Linked DNA regions of Hordeum vulgare: region 2 is linked to region 1. A link is a contact called in public Hi-C data. All regions are on one chromosome and are shown on one strand. The core of a region is the stretch at or near the end of the contact, and the rest is flanking DNA. Distances in the headings are between cores, read along the strand shown.

Region 1 (5,833 bases), core at 911-3,410:
GATCATACTTGAAGTTTTCTTATGTTGATTCTTTATTCATGCCTAGACGTTGAATAGATAGTGGTGAATAAGAGCCTTTTGGTTGAACTGTCTTCCATAAAATTTCTTATAATCATAATTCTTGTTATTTTGTATATTTTTCAAGAATACATATAAGCACGTGTATGATATCCTACATATATCTAAATAGTTGATCGCCACTGATTCCCGTTCTCTTAACATGTAGGTATGTCACCTCACCATGGTAACATGTATGAACTAAATAATTGATTCTCAGTGACTCCATTTCTCCGAACATGCAGCCATGCCACCTCATCATACCACCATCATGGGAAAAGACCTACATTAACATGTATCATGCATGCTACTCATATTTAATAAATATTCTACAACTATAGAATAGTCAAATACAATAATTTATATGTTAGTTTCAATTCACATATTGTTAGTCTAAATATTATTTTTTTCATACAACCAAACTTGATGAAATAATTTCAAACAGTTCCCGCAACAAACGTGAGTGGTATCATCTCTATTATTCATGAAGAAGGAGACATGATTGTTGATACAATGCCTTTCGGCACAATGCTACACCAAAAGGTTAGCAACCATATCCACCAAGACAACACCGACACACTACTCTCCTTGCCCAAACTTAAGGCGTGAATGGCAAAGAGGTAGAACACAAAACACACAAGACACGTCACAACCGTATCCGAACACCTGACAGAACGACAAAATCTTCAAATCAAACTAGATCAACACACCCTCCACACTTAATGCCTAGGAGATCAACAAGTGAACAACAAAAGCTAGCATATCTCAAGGAAACATCACAAATGAGGCATCGATGATGAAGTACCTGGCGCCCTGGTTTCCCGTGTCTACATCAACAACCAACACATGACAACACGGTGCCCCAAGCCTCCCCGCCAAGGCAAACGACTAGCTACTCCCCTGGGAGACACCTTGAGCATACAAACATTGTCTCTAAGGATAGAATGTTAATGTTCATTAGATTTATTTTATAAATGTTAATGTTAATTATATTTCCTTTATACTCCCTTCGTTCCTAAATATGAAACCTTCTAGAGATTTCATTATAGACTACATACGGGTGTATATAGACATAGTTCAGAATATAGATTCACTCATTTTGCTTCGTATGTAGTCTATAATAGAATCTAAGATCTTATAATTAGCAACGAGGGAGTATAAATTAATGTTTATCAAATAGAGCACCATATATAAGTTGTGAAAATGCACAAGCTCTCTCCAGCTACCCATAATCCACTTATGGCAAACCAAGCATAGAAAAATGATGGGAAAGAACAATAAAGGGAAAATTGAGAGATGGGGGGGGGGGGCGAACACTAAAAAAGACTTGTCGTTTCTATTCTAAGTCTCTATTCCCCATTCCTGCTTCTCTTCTTCTCCTACACAGTCCACACTGTTCATCTCTAGTATTCATGAAGGAGTCGGGACGATTCATACAATGGTTTCAACACAATGCTACACAATGTGGTTCACAACCATATCCACCACGATAACACCGACACGCTACTCGTCTTGTCCAAACTCAAGTCATGAGTGGCGAAGAGGTAGAACACAAAACACACATGCCACATTACAACTATATCTGAACACCTCGGAGCACGGCAAAATCTTCAAACCAAACTAGATCAACACACCCTCCACGCATAGTGCCTAGGAGATCGACAAATGGACAATATGAGCTAGCCTATCGAAACATCACAAATGAGTGCCCAGGAGATCGACAAGTAGACAACATGAGTAAACCTATCTTGCAGAAACACCGCAAATGAAGCGTCAATGATGAAGTACCTAGCATCCCGGATGTGCATACCAACAACAATAACCAACGCATGATAACACGGTGCCCCGAGCCTCCCCACCAAGGCAAACGAGGCACCACACTAGGTGATCCTCCATGAGACATCCTGAGCACTCAAGCCGTGTGTCCAAGGATAGAATGTTAATGTTAATAATACTTTGTTTTATAGTAAAAGTTATTTTTAATTAGATAAAGCATCAAATATAGGTTTGAAAAATGCACAAGCTGTCTCCAGCTATCCACAATCCACTTATGGCAAGCCAAGCATAGAAAAATGGTGGGAAAGAACAAGAAAGGGAAAAATGAGAGAGAGAGGGGACCGAACACTAAAAAAGACCTGCCTTTTCTATTCCAAGTCTCTCTTCCCCCATCCCTGCTTCTCTTCTTCTCCTGCACAGTCCACACTGTTCATCTCCTCTTCGATCCCCAAATCCCAAGCTGACCAACCAAGCCCCCGCCCCGCATGGAGTGGACGGCCCCGAAGTCCACCCCGTCCTCCCCGCCCCACCTCCTCTGGGACTGGGGCGACGCCGCCGCGCTGGGCTCCTCCGGCGAGGCGGCGGGGAGGCGCGGGAAGGAGAAGCGGGCCAGGGGGGAGGGGGCCGGCGGAGGAGGCGGAGGAGGGGGCGTAAGGTGCCAGGTGGAGGGCTGTGGGACCGAGCTCGCCGCCGCGAAGGAGTACCACCGGAAGCACCGGGTCTGCGAGGCCCACACCAAGTCCCCCCGCGTCGTCGTCGCCGGCCAGGAGCGCCGCTTCTGCCAGCAGTGCAGCCGGTGGGTGTTTCTTGACGCCCCGAGGTTGTTCGCCGGAGTTTTGTTCCTGCACCCTGGTTGCTCGCCGGAGCCGTTCTTTTCTTTGACTTCAGCGATTGCTCCCCCTCTTTCTATCACTCTGCAAAGCTGCACGGTCGCACCTTTCCGCGATTGCTCTTTTGCTCCACTCCGTGCGTGTGCGTGTCTTTCGTTCTTGGAATTTCGGGAAACAGGAGATTCGACAAGCCGTCTATCTGCGAATTCTGCACTTCCTTATAGACCATGATGCCGTGCTCTAGTTCCGTTCTCCGCCAGTTGATTAATCCGGAAACCTTGTGTTTTCGTGTGTGTCCGGAAACTGTGGTTATCCTGTGCGAGTACGGTCTGTTTCCCGATTTGGGAGGCGAAGATGCCTTTTCGCCACAATTATAGTACTGTCGACCTGTGGAGAATCGTGCTGCATGGCATGGCTGAACGGCTGTGCAATACCTGTTTCCTGTTTTGGCAGGGCGCTTGTCCCGTGCGCGTGCACTTTTAGGCTGAAATTCTCTTGTGCTGTGGCTACTGTGATCCAGTTACTGTGAAGATTTCTCTTCTGTGTATATATACTCTTAGATCTTAGTTACTACATATATATGGGTAGTCTATATACTACTCGTATGTACTAGTACTGTCTGTGGTTTTGCTGATTGCATGGCTTTTGGTGATCAAGGTTCCATGGGCTGTCGGAGTTCGACCAGAAGAAGAGGAGCTGCCGGAGGCGACTGTCTGATCACAATGCTCGGCGCCGGAAGCCACAGCCGGATGCATTCTCCTTTGCACCGGCAAGGCTACCGTCGTCATTGATGTTTGGTAATTTATCCATACTTTTAGTGGGTAATTATGCGAGATTTGTATTATTTTTCCTTACTCTCCTCATAGCTCTGAAACTACTGCTCTTTTATGCTTAATGATTGGCTGGTTGTGAGTTGAACTTCTTTAATAAATTGTGTTTGGGCTAGGGATGAGTTTTGGCTTTCATTAATACCATGATTAGTCAAAATTTATCTTCAATAGTTGATATATGAGATGATAGCTAGTCGGTTGAATTATTTTTGCTTTCTTGTACTTTTATCAATAAATGCTTTTGCCATTGTGCATTACAGATGATAGACGACAAATAAGTTTTGTCTGGGATAAAGATCCACTTAGCCATGGAAGGCCTTTCCCATGTTCTCCATGGGACAGCCCATCTGACTTCAAGCCCCCACAAGTGAAGGAAATAAGAGAAGTGTCAATCAATGGACAAGTTCATTTTGATAAATCTCATCTACCCAATGCTGTTCCAGCACTGAGTCATGACATAGCTGAGCTGCTACCAATGAAAGGTATGATTTGTCAATCATTTTGTAGCTATCACAGAAATGTTCTCATCGATGAAGAAGCTGGCACATTTATTACGGGAAAAATGATACATCTGTAATGTAGGCCTCTTTGATTCATGGGAAAGTACAAAGTAGGATTGCAGTGCCATGTCATCTTGAATCCCACAGGATTGAAGGATGTTTGGTTGCACATAGAAAATAATAATACAGGAATCATCCCAACTGGTTTTAGTCAATTGATTTTTTTAGAAGGGAGTACAGAAAATCTGTAGGAAAAATTCATGTGGGTTACAATCCTACAAGTTGAACAACGAGCATAGGAAAAGTTCTTTAGGATGACAAACGTATTGAATATCTATGAAAATCCTTGAATCGAAGAGAGCAAACTCTGGTCCTCTGCTTGGCAAAGTCGTCACTGTAAAAATGTGGTTCCGGTCCACCCACTCAAACCGAGGGAGATTCTTTTTTGGCCTTCACTCAATCTCTAACATGTATATCTTACATTACAAAGCTTACTTTCAACTCCTGCTGTTCACGAACATTTATAGTTTCCAACAGTGGAAATGTGTCCCAATGAAAAAATGTCATCATTGTTAGTCTTGGTTCCAAAGCCATGATGGCTCTATGTTTAGGAATCAGGATAAATAATCATTGTAGATTAAATAAACTGTACTGATACAGAAAAAGAAGGTTTTATGCTAGATTGTGTGGCAAAATTTGTGTTTTGTGGAGTTTCAGCCTGAGGTGATTTGGCTTAATTTGTTTTTCAGTATTGACATATACTAGTTTTCCTGTACCTACATATAAACTTCAGTATGCAACACTTGAATATATGTAGTTATATCAAAATGTCCTACTTACGACATGATTAATCAGTTAATCACTACTATGAGTTTCCGTTGGAACAACTTGCACTTACATTGCACTGGATTAAGTGGACTTCAGTCTTCAGGTATAGCTGAAATAGCAAATGATTTGTCCTACTTACGACATGATTAATCAGTTAATCACTACTATGAGTTTCCGTTGGAACAACTTGCACTTACATTGCACTGGATTAATTGGACTTCAGTCTTCAGGTATAACTGAAAAAGCAATGATAAATTGATAATTCCTATGATACCAAATTTTGTTATAACAAACACCACACATTTGGAGCTACAATCAATTGCAAACCTGTGGTTATACAGCTATGTAATGCATACAGAGTGTTATCAAATAGCTGATGTTTAAGATTCAAATGTCTGTCCTGTCCCATTTGAAAAAGTGCATGTCAATACCAAAGTGAACTCCTAAATTCACGTTGGTATGTCCATTCTCTAAGGTCCTTAACAGTGGGTAATGAACTGTTGAGTTTCATGCTTCAAACAGTTAAAACCTAAAGCTTAAGCTGATGAGGAAAGGTGGGCAATATACTCACAATTCAACATGGAGGACTAGTTATATATAATCAAATATGCTGCAGTTTGCTTGTCAACAATACTACTTAATTGTTCTCGATTGAAGTATATCTCAAATGCATATGAGCCACATGATGTTCGTTCACCTTTGCAGATATCTCTGCTCCCAACACTTGGATGTTCTTGAGTGCCCATACTTTGGTGATGGAATCCTTTTGATTGACCGATTGATCAATTTCTGTAGGTCCGGACGCATCTGCAACCGCTTCGAAATTAGGTGGAGCACCGGATCTTCAGCGTGCTCTCTCTCTTCTGTCAGCTAGTTCTTGTGGATTACCTGATCCAGTACAGCAAGCATCTTGTCTCGTCCAATTCACTGGTGCCAGCCAAAACAGCCGGGGTCTGCCTTCACCACATGGAGGGAGCCCTCCGTCGGCATCCTGTGCCGAGGGACAGCCCAT
Region 2 (5,833 bases), core at 2,290-4,789, 890 kb before region 1:
CCACCGCCGCTAGCCATGCCATCTGATGTGGCCCGTACATGTTGCTCCCTAGCTGCAATCCATGGGAGAGTGGGATCTCCGCCATTGCCGCAGAATGGAGAAGTAGAGCTGCATAACAAACGTGGTGCCATGCGTCGGCAGCAGAGCTGCAGTGGAACATGAAGGTGTGGCGGCGGATCTGCAGTGCATCGGGGTGGTGATGCGCGCCGGAGAGGCGGAGCTGCAACGCAACATGCCGGAGCTGCGACGGGTAGCCGGCATTGTGTTGGAGCACCGCGTTTCGATTTCGTGGCTGCAATGAAGCATGGTCGGCGCTGCATTGGAGCACTGCGCACTTGTGGCACGGCTACAATGAAACAAGACCAGAGCTGCCACGAGCTGTCGGTGCTGCGTTGGAGCACCGCGTGCTGCTGTTGCTGCTGCAATGAAACATGGCCGGAGTTGCGACAGGCCGCCGGCGTTGCCTTGGAGCACCGTCGTGCCAGTGTTATTGTTGCAATGGTGCATCACCACGCTGACGAACGCCCAGCCCCAACGACGAGGGTGTGCGGCCCCTGCTTGCGAAGCTGGGTGGCGCTCCTTCCGCGGTGACTCGTGTTTGTTTTTTGAGTGTAAATCCAACCGCTGCGAGGAAATGATCCTTAGCATCGCCCTTTATTTGAAATTTTATGTCCTTTGTAACCTGAAATTTTGTTTCCAAAGCATCGCTATCTTGCTTCCACAAACTAGAGAATTGGTTTGAACCTTCATCCATCGAAAAAGAAATCATTGTACGTGTTTGAGAAACATCACAATCTTGTTTCCATCGACTAGAGAGTTGCTTCCAACAAAATATTATATTGCTTCCATTAGATAGAAAAATATTTTCAGTCATAATTACACATGATTCCAATTCAAATTAGGGATTTGATGCAAAGAGAGAGCAAAATGCTACATTCAAATGGAGAGTATGCTTGAAGGCAAAGTCAAAATTGCTTCCATGCATCAAATTTCGCTAATTCGAATGTGGCATAGCCATCATCTGATGGAATTCATTATCCAAGGTGTTGTCCTCGAGATTGTATACCTCTTGATAGCCCAAATATTTGAACCTTGGGGGTATTTTATGAACTCGACTCATCATCTTTCAAGTAGACACATCCAACCTTGATCCCCTAGCGCTCCTTGTTGCATACAAACATGTGTGAGAGCACTTAACATAGGAAGCATGGCTAACACAAGCAAATGATGTTGATGCTATCACACACTAAAATAGTGGAGATTTGATTTGAGAAATCTACACGCTTGACACACAAGATCTAGATGCACAATTTTAACGTTCACGGAACATTGTTGTGTTATGGATTTACATGTCTACAGTAGAAGCATCTGGTAAAAATCAAGGAAGCATGATTAACAAGAAACACCAATTTGTGTGCTATTCAACCACCTGCAATTAACAAATTGAAGCATACTATGGGCCGAAGAAGCATGTGTATTACAATGTGGAAGCACAATGGGTAAGAAGCATGAAAATATTGCTGGATACATAAGTAGTATTACTTTGAAGCATAGGTATTTGAAAAAAGAATCAATACCAAAAAAACCTGCGGTCAACATGGGTAAGCATATTTATGTCATGAACGTACCAAATAGACATGTAGTCGTTGATGATTTTGTGATCCACTACATAATATATGTATCAAAATTAGCCCCCAAAAAGGGAATAGAGAAAAATATGCACATAGAGATATCAAACAATTCTTGAGAACATAAATATGTATGGAAATCAACTCGCACCATATCTGGTTGAGAGGACTCAATACCAAGGTCAGATCAATGAGGATGATGCGTGTGAGGAGGGAAAAATCCTACAGACTATGGTTGCGTTCTGAAGTGTCGCACATCAGACTTCTGGACATACAATCTGTTTCGACATGTTTCATTGCCGTGTGTCAAAATATGTGAATTGAAGGAATAAATCGAGACAGGAAGATGTTAGTCAAAATAGGTGTATGGAAGCACGACATTAGCAAGCTTATCTGTTATAACCATAGTATGTCAATTTCTAAGAAGCATGAATATATGACAACCCAACATTAGTCTTGGCCGCTAGCATGGAACATTAATAATGGGAACAATTAGGATTACTGTCAATGCGAGGATGCATATTTTCGGTTGCCTATACACAAATTTAACCAATTTTTGTTGGCCAATGTAAGCAATTTGCTTGCCCAAAGAAGCACAAAAAAGTCCGTCGGGTACATTTGTATTGCCATTGGGAAGCGACAAAATTTGAAAAATGGAACTAATAATAATAACCGGGTAGGCCTATGTGTGTGATGTACCTACCTAATCCATAAAAATATAGATAATTTAGTGATCCAATACATACAGTATGGAAGAAATTCACAACCACAAAATGATGCATAGACCAACGTATTGACACCACGATATCAAGTAAAAATCGAAACACAATTATGTTAGCAGTCACCTAGCACTGCAAAATAAGTTTCAAAAAGAACTAGCATTGCAAGATTGAGAAGTACCAAGAGGAGAGAGGAGTCAAACCCTAAATGGGATGAGGATGGGCCATGTGGGAGAATCGTGTGATACGCCATGCTGCTCTGATGAGCGGGACAAGAGAAAAGAACGACAAGTGCAGAGGGGTTCAATTGCGACGAAGATAACCAGGACGACGAGGAAGGTTGCGAGCACGTCGGTGAGCAATGTCACGGTTAACTTCGGGCACATGGATGGGATGACGCACAGGTAAGATGCGTCGGAGGCCGTAGTGGGGCTGGGAAGAACCCTGAGGACGGAGACGGGAGCGAGGGCACCGGCGAGCAAGGGCAAGAGCTTGGACTGGTGCGGCGAGATCGGAAACATGGGTGCTTGGGTAGGGGCAGTTAATTAGGGATATAAATTGATGACTGGAATTATGGTAGCATGTGCGGCAATCTTGGAGACTGAAATCTCAGCCGTGAGATTAAAAGAAGGATCAATGGCTCACCAACGGTCTCACGATGGCTTCGTTTCAGACCACTGATAGTAAGCGTTTCCCAAGCCAAAGTGGCAAACTGCTTGCTAATGCCCGAGTTAATTAACTAATAAAATGGTTGAGCATGTTCAGTCGAAATTGATTTCCTTGCTTGTCTGCATGGCGCTGCATAGATATTTTATTTTATTTTATTTTACGAGGGTAAAAAGGGGAAGTTCATTCTTTGTGCCATGATCTGGAGCGACCTGGCCGTCCGTGCGGTCCACGCCGGCCCGCGAATTTTGGCCGACGTCGGGGAGGTTGGGAGGTCGCCATCGCACAAATTTTCCTAAACCAGCTCAACAGGCCACGTGTAAAGCGCTCGTGCAAATAAGACACAGAGACCCGGCCACACAACAGGTGCAGGTGTTCGTGTCACTCGTCCCTTCCTTCAGATGGCGATGGCGATGCGACGCGCGGCGGCGCTCGGCGCCCGCCACATCCTAGCCGCCTCCGGCTCCGCCTCCTCCCGCGTCGCCAGCCGCCGCCACGTACGCCCTCTCTCCCCCCACCCCACTCGCCTGCGCTCCTTCATACCCCTCGCGCCCCCCCGGCGGTGGTGCTCGGTGGGTCGTGTTTTTTCTGTTATAATTGCTGGGTGGGTGCGCAGATGGGCAGCGTGGACGCGGGCGCGGCGATGGAGAAGATCCGGGCGGCGGGGCTGCTCAGGACGCGCGGCCTCATCGGCGGCAAGTGGGTCGACGCCTACGACGGGAAGACCATCGAGGTACCGTCCCTCCCTCCGTCCGTCTCACTGTAGTGGTGCCTTCGAGATCCTTGTGGATTGGCGCGGTTGGATTTCGTGGGGGAAATTAGGGATTACTGCTGTGCCCAGTCCAGCTGTTACTTTGTGGAAAACGCGTGGGAGTTGGAAATTTTGTGCCGAATTTCTTAGTTCGTTTTGTTGAATTGCAGTTTTGTTGGTGTAGTTATTATTAGTCGTGTGTTCTTAGGTTGTGAACACACCATCTGCCCACAGACTGTCTGTGGGCGACAGTGTCAGACTGCTTAGTGGAGTGTGCTAACCAGAATTGTGTACTTCGTGGCATGTTTTGGTCGTTGGGGAGGTTTTATGCCGCACGACAGGTGTGTGTCTGTCGAGGGGAGTACACAAACTAGGCTGTCGCACGAGTGTCAGCATACGGTTAGTGCTTCATCTATGAGCTCTGGCAATGTTGCTTGGACTTTGATCCCATTCCTACTTTCCTAGGACGTTAGCGCCATTGAAACTTTCCTCCTGCTTGATATAGTTTGGAGCTATGAGTAATTCTTTGGTATGGTTGTGTTCTGTCTTAGCTACCGCACGCCTTGATGCCACTGTAATAGTCATGAAAATAACGTCGGAACTTAGCTGGTCTTAAGCTTGTAAGTTTGCTGTTTAGGTTATTTCTGTAAAGAGCGCTGAACAGTATGAATAATCAATTAAGTGTTGCTACTGCAACTCTACTCACTTTTTATATCTCAATTCTCTAACCTATGCTAAGTTGCCAATGTTGATTGTCAATATTTATCATTGGAACAACATTCTTTTCCTTGTAGGTGCAAAATCCAGCAACTGGCGAGGTCCTTGCAAATGTAGCCTGCATGGGCAACAGAGAAACAGCTGATGCAATAGCTTCTGCTCACACTACATTTTATAGTATGTAAAAACACATTAGTGTATTCACTTTTAATACTTGAATACTGACCAAATAATGTTTTGCAAGTGCCATAGTTAAAATGATTTGACATGCTTATGATATTAATATATGCAAATTAAACTGCTTCCGTGTCAGCGGAAGATCAGCATTGGAACACCATGAATCAAGTGAACTTCCGTTCACATGTCACATACCACAATCAACTAATATCTTCTGTGTATCAGAAAATGCTTCCATTCTGGCTTAGTTGTTCTATTACCATATATAGTAATTTAATAATAAAAATCGGAACTACTATACTGTCTCCATATTAGGTGAATGTGTGATGGTTGTTTTGTTTCTGGTAGAACAGAGGAGTTGTACTTCGTAGTAGACCAAGTACATCTTGTAGAATCCCAAAGGTAATCCTCTAGTTTATTACTACAAGCTCTAAAGGCAACAAGAGAATACATGATTAGCACTTAGGCAAAGAAAATTAGGAGACACAGATTGGTCTCTAAAAGCTTATTTTGCTAAAGCATTGGCAACTTTCTTGTTTTGGAAATGCTTGTTTAAAAATATCTAATGCATGCCCTCTTTTGGTGCAAACCTTATCTTAATCAAGTTTAATTATGATTTTCAATACCTAGTAGAATACTCATCTTCACCTCATAACAAAAATATGAGTCCTATATGGAATTGTGCGTTTCCTGTTGTTGTTTGCCTTTGCTAAATATTTGTATGTCTAATAATATTTTTCTTTGCATACTTCATTATAGTTGATTTTCCATTTACCACTTGCAATTTTCTTTGTTTGTTTATTGTCCTTTACGTTTTTGTAGCTTGGAGCAAACTCACTGCAAGTGAAAGGAGCAAGGCACTAAGAAAATGGTAGTTTGCATGGATTGAAGTGTTAATAGTAGCATGAATTTCTTGTAGTATTACCTGGACATTTCTTCTCACTATGTATTTCCACAAAAGGCATGACCTACTTATGTCACACAAGGAAGAACTTGCGCTTCTTATGACACTGGAACAGGGGAAGCCTATGAAAGAAGCCCTTGGGGAGGTACTTGCTGAAGTCATGCACTGACAATAGTTAGTTGGAGCTTGTAATTATCTAGGGTTATGGTAGACTAATTTGTTGCTAATCATATATTCAGGTGAACTATGGTGCAAGTTTCATAGAATTTTT

What was found. Hi-C and Micro-C count contacts between places; a contact is called where the count stands out from the background.
Region 2: a contact with region 1 is called in a Hi-C map of seedling, with 5 times the contacts expected there. The contact joins the promoter of LOC123406071 here to the promoter of LOC123404140 in region 1. A contact is called at or near these places in 2 of 6 Hi-C or Micro-C datasets (leaf and seedling).

The regions. Positions count from the first base shown.
Region 1 is chr6H:130,017,248-130,023,080 of MorexV3_pseudomolecules_assembly, reverse strand. It overlaps LOC123404140 (squamosa promoter-binding-like protein 4), which reads left to right and starts at 2,160. Exons shown (of 4, transcript XM_045098064.1): 1 at 2,160-2,629; 2 at 3,321-3,460; 3 at 3,754-3,975; 4 at 5,617-5,833. The coding sequence starts at 2,319.
Region 2 is chr6H:130,904,396-130,910,228 of MorexV3_pseudomolecules_assembly, reverse strand. It overlaps LOC123406071 (succinate-semialdehyde dehydrogenase, mitochondrial), which reads left to right and starts at 3,539. Exons shown (of 19, transcript XM_045099563.1): 1 at 3,539-3,746; 2 at 4,559-4,658; 3 at 5,481-5,529; 4 at 5,620-5,707; 5 at 5,802-5,833. The coding sequence starts at 3,630.